Linked DNA regions of Sus scrofa: region 2 is linked to region 1. The links are chromatin contacts, called in public promoter capture Hi-C maps. All regions are on one chromosome and are shown on one strand. The core of a region is the stretch at or near the end of the contact, and the rest is flanking DNA. Distances in the headings are between cores, read along the strand shown.

Region 1 (7,204 bases), core at 2,558-5,057:
CATTATGACTTCATCTTTCTCTCCCAATCAAGAAGCTTATATCACAGGTGATTAAAAAGGGCCTCATTAGCTCTAAGAGAAGAATAACTTTTAATCCTTTTGATTAAAAATACACTTTGGAATTTTAATACTAGTCAGAGCACTTCCTTTAAAACACCTCAGGGTGAATTGTGATAAGCCAGTGCATTGGGACACAGGAGCAGGAACTACTGTTGCAAAATATAAATAATCACTACAGGTGCAGCAAATGGTGTGAATACAGGAATCCCAGCAACAATACTGAGGATTACATCTGACTCTGCCCCCAGACTCGGATAAAGCAGCTTTCAGCAGGAAATAGACACTGTTAGACTGAACAAGTTCCAACGAGCCTAAAGGAGAAGAAGCAGGTATCCTCTCTCTGGGGCCTTCTCAGATCTGGACAAAAGGCTAAATGCTGAGAATGCTGAGTTTGGCAATCCTGCGTGGGAATGAGGTCTGAATTCCAAGCCCTGATTCTGCCCCTCGGTGTGGCCTGAAGTCCTTATTTATTCACTGCAACATTTTAAAGTGCTTCCTATGCATCGGGTTCTGCGGACTCCAGATTGAGTCAAATAAAATCCCTGCTCTGTCAAGTCTCCAACGTGGGATGCATACACCCCTGGGTGAGGTGAAGGTAGGACACCACTGAGGAATGACACGAAAATACAAGAACTTTGATTAATAAATACAGTCTCATCTTTCTGACTTCTATTTTTGTGACTGTCGTTTTCTGTATAATTAAACAGACCTTGGTGTACATGCTCTAGAAGTTAGGACTAGGTGGATCAAAGTTTGGCAGGTAAGGATCTAGTCCCTTGGTGTGTAACCATGGCTCACTAAAGCTGTGATGGGACACCAAGTCAGAAGCACTTGGAAAGAGATCTTGGGTGATCCCCAGGTGTCCTATAAGATAAGACTTTTGAGATCAGTGGTTTCCCAAAGTGCAAATACACTGCCCTTGAAATGCCATTTACAGGGGCCTGTCACATAACATACTTTCAAGGGTGAAATGAAGAAGATTCAGATGAAATAAGGAGTTATCAGGATGAACAATTCCTCTATAGGTCACAAAGGGAAGAAGAGAATATAACACATTTGCCCACCATCACGGCCCAAAGTGCTATGATGATGCCAGTTTAGGCAATCTGATCTGGATTGGTGCCAATTACTTTTCTGTTTCCCAGGCCATGAACAGTTGCTTTTGTAAGGCTCAACGTTGAGAACACGGCATTTCACTACCTTTCATGAATTCTAAAGAAAGATGTCTGATGCTCTATAGCAAAGGGTGTGCTCTCATAAAAATGTGATATTTCTTAGTGGTTTTTAGGTACTAATGTAAAACAGCCCTTTTCCTTATAGGGCAAGTCTAGTCATTAAAATTCAAGGAATCTGCTAAACAAGGTCTTTACAACTGGTCAAAACAGTAAAATTACACTTTTCTCTTAGAGGCTTGAAAGAGGTTTCAGGGAAATGCACCTCTCCTGCATGGATTCCCTAAAAGTTTGAAGAGGTCTTGGAGGAAAAAAAAAAGTCCCATCCCCTCTACCCAGTCTTCTTTCCCTCACTTCACCCCACTCCCACGCAAATTTCCCATGTAATATACCTTTGTGGGCAAATTCACTGAAAAGTTAACGTTTTTCCAGTGGAAATGTTAAATATCACCATACTGAAGGAAAATGACTTCAAATACATAACTAACACCTGAGGCAAGGGGGGGGGAAGAGGGGGTGGGGGGTGCTGGTGGCCAAAGACAGGTTCCACAGCAACTGGCCACAACATTTGAAAAAATGACAACAACAAAAACCCCATTGGCAGAGGACAAGCAGAAAACTGCCCACCACCCACCTGGAAACAGCAACTGCTGTGGCCTGCACCAAAAGGATTTCTTCACAGGGTCTGTTACTTCTTTACAACTGCCTAATTCTAAAAGGTACCTCTCAGATGCTACCAGGGAAAAGGAAATTCTCTTCACCCCAAGGCCTCTCTGAATCCCTTCCTCTCTCAAACACTTCTTTCAATGCCCTTGATTTAATCTGGCCACACAACACAAGGGAGAACAGGGGCATACACCAGACCCTGGACTTAATTATTCTTTCTCTGTTGGTGCCATGTGCCAACACCACGTCCTACACCTATTTCAGATTCTTTTTTCTGAAGCAAGTATCTAAAGCTCTCTGTCGCTGTTTGCGGAGAGGGGTTTTGGAAGTCAGGACCATTTAAGTGACGTTCCCAACCTCAGGCAGCTCAAAAGAAAAGTTCCTATAGTTAAGGAACTGCAGGAAACTGCTGTCTACCTTTTGAGGTGGGCAGAGTTTATGCTCCGGGACTTTCATTTTCTTCCAACATCCTGTACTTCAGGTCAGCCTTCCTTCTTTAAAAGGCCTTGTTGGATAAGAGTATTTCACCCAGAGAAACCTGCAATTTCCCCTCCGTCTCCCTTGTTTTCACCCGGCTCTCCTGCGCGCTCCAGAACCCTGAGCTTTGCTGGTGAGTCCAGAGTGAAACTGGACAGAGGTGCCAGGCAGGTGGCTCTCCTTGGACAGGACCAAATGGCAAGGTGATTCGCCCTGACCACCATACAGGTGTTTCTTTTCCCCACATGCTGGAACCCAGGAGGCTCCAGGTGCTTCCCACGAAACGTGCCTCGGTCTCAGACTCGGGCCAAGTTCTAGGCGTCCTCACCCCCGCCGCCTGCAAAGCTCTTGCCAGCTGAGCAGAGAGGCCCGGTGAGAAGAGAAGGTCGCGTGAAAAGGCTGCCAGGGGCAAGCGTTTCCAGATTCCTCCTTCCTCCTTGGCCCCAGATGCACTCGGGGGGTGGGGATGATCGTACTCGACAAGTATGGGGAGAAGAGCTACTTGGGTCTCGGACCCGGGCTGGCAAAGCTTGGAATGTCTGCGGTGCCTGAGAGGGTGCCAAGGAGGTGACGGCGCCCGCTCTCCTCCGGACACCGGAGGGTGAGGTGAGATCGGCCACTGGCTCCGCCCCCGGCGCCCCCCCACCCCGAACCCCCTCCCCAGCGTCCCAGCCGCCCGCACTCACAGCGCTTGGGTGAAGGCGCTGAGCCCCTCGGGCACGGCCGTCAGCCCCTTCCCGGAGCAATCTACCCGACGGTCGCCGTCGCAGCTGCAGGGCGCCGAGCAGAGAGAGGGCGCCGCGCCGCTGGGCTCGGCCGAGCAGCGCAGCCCTAGGGCGAGGAAGCAGAGCAGCCCCAGCGGGCCCGGCATTGCTGCGGCCGCCTCCCGCGTCGGCCTCTCCCGCGGCGCCGCTCGCTCGGCGCGTCTCCGACGCCCTCCGACGCCCCCCGCCGCCCCGGGCGGCAGGCCTGCGGGCTGGGCCGGGGGCTCTGCGCTCTCCGCAGTCGCGCGGGCTCGGCCCCTTCAACAGTCCGCGGCAGCAGCGAAGGGACGCGGCGCTCCGGAGTTTCTCCCTTCCCGCTGCTCCATGGAAGCGCAGAGGCAGTCCCGCTCCTCCGGCGGCTCAGGCCAGCCGGCTCGGCCGGGCGCAGCTGCGGGGGCCGCGCTCTGCCATCGCACCCGCCTCCCGGTCCCAGGCCTCACGCCGCAGCCGCTCTTCAAGGTTGCGGAGCGCAGCCTTCAGCCATGCCGGCCCCTCGCCCCAGCCCCCGCCCGGCTCTCGCACAAACACCCGGGCAGTTTCTCGCTCTCTCGCGGCCGCGGCACAATCTCCTCCCGTCCTTTTTCCCTTCTAGGGTTGCACGCACGGGTTCCCAAGCCCCCAGCCACTGGGTTATGCAAATCACTTAGGTACATGCAAAACTAACCCCTCTCCCGGAGCGCCATTGGCCGGGGGAGGTCTCGAGCTTATTACTATGCAGGGAGGGGAGCCGCCATTGGCCGAGAGTGAGACCAGAGGGGCGTGTTTATCGGGCGTGAGTGACAAGGTGGTAGTGGTGGTGGTGGTTCAAGACAAAAAATCCCTGACTTGGCTCAATTTGCGTGGCAGGTTGTGGGTTGAAGGTAGAAGGATTTAAAGACACTGAATCTGGTTTTTCCTCCCCTCCCTCCCCCGTCTTCTTCCCTCTGCAGAAATCGGATCTCCTAAATTGGATGACTTGAAAAGTAGAGCTTGCCTCCAGCATTCAGTTAAATTTCAAATGACTCCACTCTTCCAAACGGCAGCGAGGACTTTGGGAGCTGTGCAAATGGAAAAAAGATTTTGAGGAGGGAGAAGGTTTCTCTTAATCTGACATAAATATTTGGGTTTTAGCTATATGCTAAATTAAAAGAGTGTAACCTCACTAGCCTTTCTCTTCACCCAATATCTTTATACCATCTTGATGTGCACTCGGTGACTATGTCTTAGCAATTAACTGTCCATGGTACAGAGTTTTGGTGACCGCAACTCAGACTGCTTTCTCGTCTACTTTAAAATCCCAGAACACAGGAACACAGGGTTAAAGAAGGTAATGTTTCTGAACACTGCACAATTTCTCCAGACAACAAAATATTTGAGTGCTAGGTAACTACCCTTGAGAAACCAGCAGCAACCTTGGTGTTAGGCAATTATCAGCATTCCTTCCTCTTTTGGACTTCTAGGGCTTAATAGATCCTACATTATTACTATCATTGTTTGTACCAAATATTGCTTTATGGGTCCCTCTTTTCTTGCTTTTTACTATGCCTTTAGGTCGTTTTACTTTATTTTGAAGTCATTTTCCATGAATGGTTTAAGGCAGGCAGGGTTAAAAATGTCACTGTCGTGGGTTAATTACTATGCCATGTAGGTAAAGAATTACTTACTTGAAAATTACTTTCTCTCCATTAAAGAAAATGGAATCAAGTCGATGCAGACTGTAAAAGTTTAAAATGAAAGTTTTCCATTATCTTTACATTTGGGAGTTTATCTTTAAAAATAATGCCAGAGAGTTCCCGTCGTGGCTCAGTGGTTAACAAACCCAGCTAGTATCCATGAGGATCCCTGGCCTTGCTCAGTGGGTTAAGGATCTGGAGTTGCTGTGAGCTGTGGTGTAGGTCGCCAATGCGGCTTGGATCCCGTGTTGCTATGGTGTAGGCCAGAAGCTACAGCTCTGATTAGATCCCTATCCTGGGAACTTCCACATGCCACGGGTGTGGCCCTAAAAAGACAAAAAATAAAATAAAAAACTACAAATAAAAATAATGCCCAGTTGGGCATATGACTAGCATACAATAAATTTGCATGCTAAAAGAGTCAATACATACAGATATGCCTTGACTTCAAATTTTAGAAATGACCTATTTCCTCTAATTGAAGATCTGAAAGAGAACTTAAAGGTAGATGGACAACCTTCTGGTTTTATAGATAAGAAATCTGAAGCTTGCAGATACTGTGCTCTGTCCAAGATCATCACAGAACAGCTCCTAGACTCCTGGTTCCTTGTATATTGCCCTTGGAGCCTTCACTCCATTGGCTTCCATTGTCTAAATCATTTCCATTATTTTCTAGTGACACTCAAGAGCAAGTGAAGTGAGGAGAAAATTGCTAATTTTCTTTTTTTAAAACTTATTTTTTTTTCCACTGTACAGCATGGGGACCAAGTTACACATACACGCATATATAATTTTTCCTCTCGTTGTGTTGCGATGTAAGTATCTAGACATATTGTCCTTTTGCTATTTCTTTGGGCCACCTCCGCGGCATATGGAGGTTCCCAGGCTAGGGGTCTAATTGGAGCTGTAGCCCCCGGCCTACGCCAGAGCTACAGCAACGCAGGATCCGAGCCGCGTCTGCAACCTACACCACAGCTCACGGCAACGCCGGATCGTTAACCCACTGAGCAAGGGCAGGGACCGAACCCGCAACCTCATGGTTCCTAGTCGGATTCGTTAACCACTGCGCCACGACGGGAACGCCCCTAAAAACTTATTTTTATAGGTGGATTGGGAAATGTCTCTGCTAGTCATGCCCCTCCAAAGAAATGTCCACTTCTAAATTTCCTGGGATAGTTTTGAAGCTTGTTTGATTCTTTTAACACCTCTCATTAATAACAACACTGAAAGGTGACAGAATTTCTCTTGCCAAGACATCACTATCTTCTGCTAGGGTTTTTTGTTTTTGTTTGTTGTTGTTTTTGCTTTTAGGTCTGCAGGCACAGCATATGAAAGTTCCCAGGTTAGGGGTCAAATCTGAGCTGCAGCTGCCAGCCTGTACCACAGCTACAGCAACACCAGATGCTGAGCCATATCAGTGACCTACACTGCTGCTTGCAGCAATGATGGATCCTTAACCCACTGAGCAAGGCCAGGGATCAAACCCTCATCCTCATGGATACTAGTCAGGTTCTAAACCAACTGAGCCACAACAGGAACTTCTGCTGGTTTTTTATATAACAATTATATGTTATACTGATTGATTGTACTTTAACCAAATAACTCATTTCCTTTCTTTTAAAGTCATTGTTTTTCAACTTTAGTAAGCCTAAGAATCACATGCAAAGCTCGACTGAAATTGTGGAGTGACTTATTAGGCCTGGAGGGAGCCTTGAAATCAGTATTTTGATGCATGTCAGGGGAAAGTGATACAAGTGGTCCTTGAACCACATTTCAGGAATTTTATTCTTTACTTTCAAGGAATAAAATCTTAGGACTGCCACCTTAGGTGAAAAGAGAGAAATGGATTTATGAGAAAGGAGAGATGTAGATTTTATTGGATGATAAATTCCTGTTATCTATCAGATGAAGAAAGTAAAGAAGGAGGATTCAAATTTGCAGCTTGTCCAAGACAAAATATTGGGAACAAAGGACTTAGGTAGAGAAAAAAAGAGGTAAGATATGTTAACATGTCAGTATTTCTTATGGTTACTACATAATATATGCTTTGCTTTAAAGATAAACTGGCCAATTAGTCACTTTTGGGATAAGATACCCCAAGAGAGAAAAATAAAAATTATTTTTAAACCTTGATTTTTCAGATACTATCCCAGACAACTAAAGAAAAACAATCAGCTCTAACACAACCCATAAGGACCCTCAAATCAGGATGAACCAAAATTTGACGGCAAGCAAAAAATAAACTTAATGGTGACTCTGCCTCCAGACTGGTTTTTCTTTCTAGTTTTCCATGGCCACAGATGAGCCATGAAATGTGTAGCATCTGCAGGCTGGATCAGAGGAAGCAGAGCCTGGCTACAGCACCTCTGCATTGCAGGGTGCTTTTGGCAAAGAAGGAGGCACCCCCTCCCGG
Region 2 (7,204 bases), core at 1,449-3,948, 110 kb before region 1:
AGGATGGTACCAGCTCATTAGGGTTTTGGCTAAGGTTTGCAACAAATTTGATCAGCTCCTCCCCTGATGAGCTCCATTTGGTCAGGGCTTTGGCTCTTAGAAAAACTAGTGCAAGGTCTCAGAAGCTGAGCTGTAGGGTTTTTTGCTTTTTTGTTTAAGGCCTGCACCTGCAGTACATGGATGTTCCGAAGCCAGGGATCTAATCAGAGCCACAGCTGCGGCAACACAGGATCTACCCCACTGCACTGGGCCTTGACCGGCTTTACCACAGTGGGAACTCCAGCTCAGGTGTAGTTTTGATGACCATCACACATTAGGTTGCCAAATTGTGTCTACGTTGCTTAGTCCTGTTGATTAGGCTCAAATGGCGTTTTCTAAAGCCTTGAAATTTATTTTCAAAATCTTTGGGACCGGAGTTCCCGTCGTGATGCAGTGGTAAAGGAATCCGACTAGGAACCATGAGGTTGTGGGTTTGATCCCTGCCCTTGCTCAGTGGGTTAAGGATCCGGCATTGCCGTGAGCTGTGGTGTAGGCTGCAGACACAGCTCGGATCCTGCGTTGCTGTGGCTGTGGCCATGGCCGGCAGCTACAGCTCCGATTAGACCCCTAGCCTGAGATCCTCCATATGCCGTGGGAGCAGCCCATGAAATGGCAAAAAATGACAAAAAAAAAAAAAAGAAAATCTTTGGGACCAACTTAGTTCTGAGAAATCTGTACAAAGGCCTACAGGAAAATGGACTCCTGAAACTGTTTCTTGTTGCTACAACCAGTCTGGACACATGGCTTAGCTTGGTTTCTCTTACTGATCTCCATTCCTACCAGTGTACTTACTTTTCACTTCTCATTTCTGGAGACTCATTGTTGTAACTGAGTGAGTCACTTCATATGGCTCTATATTCCATTCACTTACTCTGGGTATGAAAGCTTTGTAGTAAAGGGGACTATCTGGTGGTTTACACATAAAGCAAGGGTTCTCTGGCCTGTATTTCTTAGATCTCCTATATTGTGCTTTGTGCAGCTTGACAATCAGAAACTTTCTGAAGATGATGTAATGATTCTGCCCCCAGACCTGCATCACTAAGCCTGTCTCACAAAACATATTCCTGCAGACTGGAGTTCCCACTGTGGCTCAGTGGGTTAAGAACCACTAGTATCCATTCCTGGCTTCGCTCAGTGGGTTAAGGACTCAGTGTTGCCACAAGCTGCAGCGTAGGTCACAGATGCAGCTCAGATCCTCCGCTGCTGTGGCTGTGGCGTAGGCTGGCATCTACAGCTTCAATTCGACCCCTAGCCTGGGAACTTCCATATGCCACAGGTGTGGCCCTAAAAAGAAGAAAAAAAAGATATACCTGCAGAGACAGGCCCTTTGCTCCTATTTCTATATACCCAACAATAGGCATGTAGCATAGAGAAGAGAAAATATGATCAGCATACCTTGGTATTAGGCTCAGCTCTGCTAATAACTAGGTGTATGCCTTTGAATTAGACTATTTGTATTCTGAGCCATGGTTTGATCCAATCTGTGAAATGAGCGGCTTAATCTAGACTTTAATTCCATGAGTAGAGACCATGCCTATTTTGTTTATGGGCCTCAGTATCTAGACTAGTATAGGGTACAAACCGCCAAATGAACAACTGTAGAAATAAACAAATTAAGATGGCTTTAATAACCTCTTTGATTGTAACATTCTTTGATTCCATGACTTCTACTGTTAAGTGCTCAGAGCAGACCCAGCATTGTCTGTAGTTGCTGGGGTTGACACTGCTAACTTCTGTGCTTCAGCTCCTTATTTATGACATAAAATGAATACTGCTTACCATAACCTGCTTCACTGACAATTGCATTTTTTCAGAATAGCTACAAATATTACTAACATGCAGTAATCCACATTTTGGTGTTAAGGGTTTGGACAAGAGTCCTAGTGTCCATAATCTGACTTTTTAGGTATTCATAAAACTCATGAAATTGTAGCAAGATTTTGTGTTTTTAAGACGATGTGTGTTTCCCTTAGGAGTGAGACTGTAGCAGTCATCGAATTTTCAGGAAAAAGGATTAAAAACGATGGGAAAATTGTGGTCATGTGTAAGAATCAGCCCAGGGCTCTAGGTGCCAAACAAGCAGCACCTGTGGATGCAGAGGCCCGTGCAGCCTTTGAGAGGGAAGACAGGTGGGTGTTAGGCCAACAGAGGAAGGTACTTAGCAGGGTCCAAAGAATCTTGAGAGGGGCTGTATTGGCCGGCGGCCTTGGTTTACCTGGCGCACCCCTGTAACTCCATTCCTCTCAGGCTCTCCACCTGGTCCTCTGAGTCATGAGCATCTTCGTCCACATCTTCCTCCTCCTCCTCCCCGTCACCATCGTCGTCGTCCAACGAGAAGCTCTGGTAGCCGAGGGGAGACAACAGCGACAAGGTGGAATTGCTGCAGCTCAGCGGCGGCGACAGCGAACACACCTCCACCGCCTCCAGCCCCTGTCCCCGGGCGCCCTCCATGAGGGCGGAGAAGGAGCCGGAGGAGAGCCGAGACCTGGACCTGCAGGCGGCCAAAAGCCGGGTGTCCGGAAGGGGCGAGGTAGCCCTCCACCGCCCGGCGGCCCTCATCCGGCCCGCCAAGTTCAAACCGGCGGAGCGGAGGTCTAGACGTGCTCTCCCATCAGGCCCTGCGCGTGCCGGCGCGGCCAATCCGGGCCGGCGCTGTCCCTACGTTGCCAGGGCGACGCGTGGAGGCCGCCTATGCTTTGTCCGGGCCTGCAGAGCGTGGCTTCGTGCGCCAAGTCCCCGCCTCCTCCCTGGCTTGGACGTGCACTGCTGCTTGTAATTTAACCCCGAGCTCAACTCCCCGACTAGGTCCTGCTCGTGGCTGACAGCTTGGAGGGCCCGTGCCTTGTTTGCTATGGTGGTGTAGTAGTTCCTTTGGTACAGGAACTGTGCCGTCACTGAATAAGGCACATACTTTTAGGAGGAACTAGGCAGAAGCCAAAAGCCAAAACTACCCCTACATTACAGGGTCAGGGCTACAAGGATCAGATGTGATTTCTCTCAGCAAATGGCCACAAGTGGGTGTATTTTAAGGGCTGGGGGCGAGCCATATCCAAATTTACAGGTGTATCCAATAATGTACTTTTGGTAAAATCTTTCATTGTTTTTGGTAGCACCTCGTCTGCCTCGCATCTTAGAGGAATCCTCGTTTGTTTATGCATGTGAATATTGGGGCTTCTCTGACATCTCTTGTGTACTAGGATCTGTGCTAAGGACTGATGATATATAAGGTAAAAGCCTTGCGATTACATTCTTTGGTGGTGAAGAGCCATACCATTAAAATATTCTGTGATAGGCATTTGATGAGGAATGAAAAAAACTTTGTGGGACCTTGGAAGGAGCACTCTCCTCTTAGGAACTAGGGATGGGGATGAAGGCAGTCAGGGAGAGGTGATAGACACTAAAGTTGCTTTATTAATGCTGACAAAACTGTGTACACGTGTAAGTAAATGGGCTTTGTTCAGCTCATAATGCTCATTGTTAGTAGAAATATCACAAAATGAAAACAAAGAGTAGCTAAAGCAGCACACAGAATTTGTTACTGACCAAAAAGTGATACAAAATCTTTGACGAAATTTAGATCTGCAAATTTTGACACCAGAGAATTATATACAGCAAATAACAATAACCAAGGGTAATTCAGAAGGCAGAAGCTATAATTAATAAAATATGATGTGGTTAAAACTATTTAAACGGAATGTAAATTTTGTTAAAATTTTCAGTAAAAGCATTAAAAATGGAAGAAAACCGAAGCAATTCGAGTAAGAGAGGAATAAAGATGGCTTGAATTTTCATACTCTATTCCAGTTATTCAGTATTGGCGTGTATCTGGTTAAAACCTTTTAAGAGAGCATCTCTAGAGTCATTAACAGCAACAGAAGGCCCTGGGCCACTTCAGCGCTTCACAAAGGAGTAAACTTGAGAAGCTATTCCCAACAGACTTCACCAGCCATTACTGAAGCATAATAGGAAAAAAACATATTTTGATAGGAAAGGGACTGGATTTGAATCAGTTGTTTTCCTCTTATTTGCTAAGTTTCCTTAAACAAAGTTGTTTTGCCTCTCATGTAAAAATCTTTTACAGATTTACTCTTCTGTAAAACAGGGACATAATCTAACTCCTCGTCATATTATCTCATTGATTCTCAAAGCTTCTAGCATAGGACCAGAAGAGAGATAATGGTAAAGTGTCATTTAGACTCCAAAACTGTTCCACTGTAACTTCTTGGTATGGGAATCTAAAATGTTTTAAACAAATTATGCCCTTTCCTTGATGCCTCGGAATCATAATCATGACCAACCATTGCATTATGCTGCAGCAACCCTGGAGCCATGAGGCTAAGAGCTGCTGGTATTGGTGCTTGAACATAATCAAGTCCTGTGGTCTCCTTTCTTACAGCACATTTTCATTACTGGAGCTCAGAAACCATAATCAGTTTTGGTAGAATTATATAAAATGTATAAATAAGCTCAAAGAGGGCCTCTCCCCTTAGGATTCAGAGTATTAGTACCTTCTCATTTTCACGTTCCTGGTATATTTGAGATAATCTCTATTTTTTGCTGGCTTCGTAACTTCCTATAAGGGAAGAGTAATCTTGGCTTGAAAATCTGTTACAAAAATAACCCTGCTGAGTTCCCACTGTGGCTGGACATAGTCTCTGTGAGGATGCGGATTCCATCCCTAGCTTTGCTAAGTGAGTTAAGGATCCAGCATTGCTGCAAGGTGCGGCATCGGTCACAGATACAGCTTGAATCCAGTGTTGCTGTGGCTGTGGCTTATGCCTCAGCTGAAGCTCCAATTTGACCCCTAGCCCAAGAACTTCCATATTCCATGTGGCCATAAAAAGCAGAAGAAACAAAACAAAACAAAACAAAACAAAAAAACCCAAAAAACCAAAAACAAACATTACCAAGTAATAAAATTTAAAAAAAAAATTACCAGGGAGCCCTATGGCAATATATTACACAACTTAGAATACTGTATCCCTGGACATATTGAAATATTTTCAGATGAGACAGTATGTCTTAGATTTACATCAAAATAATCCAAAAGGGAGTTCCCATTGTTGTTCAGCAGAAACGAATCTGACTAGTATCCATGAGGTAGCAGCTTTGATCCCTAGACTCGTTCAGTGGGTTAAGGATCCGGTGTTGCCATGAGCTGTGGTGTAGGTCGCAGACATGGCTCGGATCCTGCGTTGCTGTGGCTGTAGTGTAGGCCAGTGGCTAAAACTCCATTTCGACCCCCAGCCTGGGAACCTCCATATACAGAGAGTGTGGCCCTAAAAAGACAAAAAACAAAACAAAAGCCCCAACAACAACAACAAGGGAAGACTGAAAAACTCACAACCAAGAGGAGACTAAGGAGACACGATGACTAAATGTAATGTGAGATCCTCGATGGGATCCTGCAACAGAAAAAGGAAATCTGAATCAAGTATGGATTCTAGTCATTAGTAATGTATAAATATTGGTTCATTAATTGCAACAAATGTGCCTTGCTAATGTAAAATGTTAAAAACAGGGAAAACTGAGTGTGAGGTATATGGGAACTCTCTACTTTCTTCTCAATTTCTTCTATAAACCTAAAACCATTCTAAAAATAATAATAATAATCCAAAGGGTAGAGGGACTTAAGAAGGGTGAGTGAATGTGATGAAGATGAAGCAAGATTTACAACTGCCAAGGTTGGATGACAGGTGTGGGCAGTGAGGGCTGTGGAATGAGAGGAGGGCTAATGTGACTATTCTACTTTGGTTATGGGAATTCCAAACATATACCAAAGTTTAAAACAAACATAAAAAGTGTCTTAAATTAAGAGGAACGTGGAGTTCCCATTGTGGCTCAGTGGGCTATGAACTCAACTAGTATCCATGAGGGTGTGAGTTTGATCCCTGGCTGGCTGTAGTGTAGGTCACAGACTTGTTCAGATCCCGAGTTGCTGTGACTACTAGCTGCAGCTCCAATTAGACCTCTAGCCTGGGAACTTCCATAGGCCATAGGTGCGGCCCTAAAAATCAAAAAAAAAAAAAAAAAGGAAAAGGAAAAGGAACTGGATGCTGGTTTGGGTTCTAATCTGCTATGTGTGTCAGGTATTCACATAAATTTCACTAAGTCCTCTAATTTCCCATCTGTAAAATGAGGTCTTGATGATTGTGACTATTGAGTTACTTCTAAGCACAGTATTCCATCCTTATCCACAGGGGACGTGTTCCAAGAACCCCAGTGGATGTCTGAAACTGCAGATAGTACTGAACCCTATGTACATTATGTTTTTTTTTCTATACAGTTGAATTTATAAATTAGGCAGAATAAGAGAATATCTGAATTGCCAGCATCACTATTCTCATGCTTTGGGGCTATTATTAATTAAAATAAGGGTTACTTGAACACAAGCGCTGAGATATAGAGTCAGAGGTGGCTAATAAGTGATTAACTGGCAGGATACGCTGGAAAAAGGCATGATTTGTTATGGAACGTAATGCAAGAATTGCACAAGATTTCATCATGCTACTTAGGGTGGGCAATTTAAAACTTATGAATTGTTGGGAGTGCTTGTCTTGGCTCAGGAGAAATGAATCTGACTAGTATCCATGAGGACACAGGTTCAATCCTTGGCTTGCTCAGTGGGTTAAGGATCTGGCTTTGCCGTGAGCTGTGGTGTAAGGTTGCAGACATGGCTTGGATCTGGCATTGCTGCGGCTGTGATATATGCTGGCGGCTACAGCTCCAATTCAACCCCTAGCCTGGGAACCTCCATATGCTTCGGGTATGGCCCTAATAAGACAAAAAATAAAATAAAATAAAAACTTATGAATTGTTTCTGGAATTTTCCATTTAATATTTTCAGACTGAAGTTGACCATGGACAAGTAAAACCATGGAGAGTGAAACCACGGATAAGGGAACAGAGGGCAGACTATTGCATTTGGGCAATTGACTGCATTTGGAATCAGGCTTTTTTTTTTTTTCTTTTTCTTTTTAGGGCCATTCCTGTGGCATAAGGAAGTTCCCAAGGCTAGGGGTCAAATTAGAGCTGCAGCTGCTGGCCTACACCACAGCCATGGCAATGCCAGATCTAAACCTCATCTGAGACCTATGCCACAGCTTATGGCAACACCAGATCCTTAACTCACTGATGGAGGCCAGGGATTGAACCCAAATCCTCA

What was found. Promoter capture Hi-C pulls out the DNA fragments that hold promoters and counts their contacts.
Region 2: a promoter capture Hi-C map of liver shows a contact between it and region 1, with 3 times the contacts expected there. The contact joins the promoter of CCDC34 here to the promoter of LGR4 in region 1. A contact is called at or near these places in 2 of 5 promoter capture datasets (fetal liver and liver), 13 of 47 Hi-C or Micro-C datasets (embryonic fibroblasts, epiblast stem cells, fetal heart ventricle and 6 more) and 2 of 2 datasets of contacts at active chromatin or transcription factors (alveolar macrophages and skeletal muscle).

What each region holds. Positions count from the first base shown.
Region 1 is chr2:32,868,440-32,875,643 of Sscrofa11.1, reverse strand. LGR4 (leucine-rich repeat-containing G-protein coupled receptor 4) reads right to left here and starts at 3,807. Exons shown (of 18, transcript XM_021083233.1): 1 at 3,062-3,807. The coding sequence starts at 3,246. LOC110259286 (a long non-coding RNA gene) reads left to right here and starts at 2,843. Exons shown (of 3, transcript XR_002341534.1): 1 at 2,843-2,981; 2 at 4,069-4,445; 3 at 6,933-7,204.
Region 2 is chr2:32,979,594-32,986,797 of Sscrofa11.1, reverse strand. CCDC34 (coiled-coil domain-containing protein 34) reads right to left here and starts at 2,698. Exons shown (of 6, transcript XM_003122907.4): 1 at 2,255-2,698. The coding sequence starts at 2,598.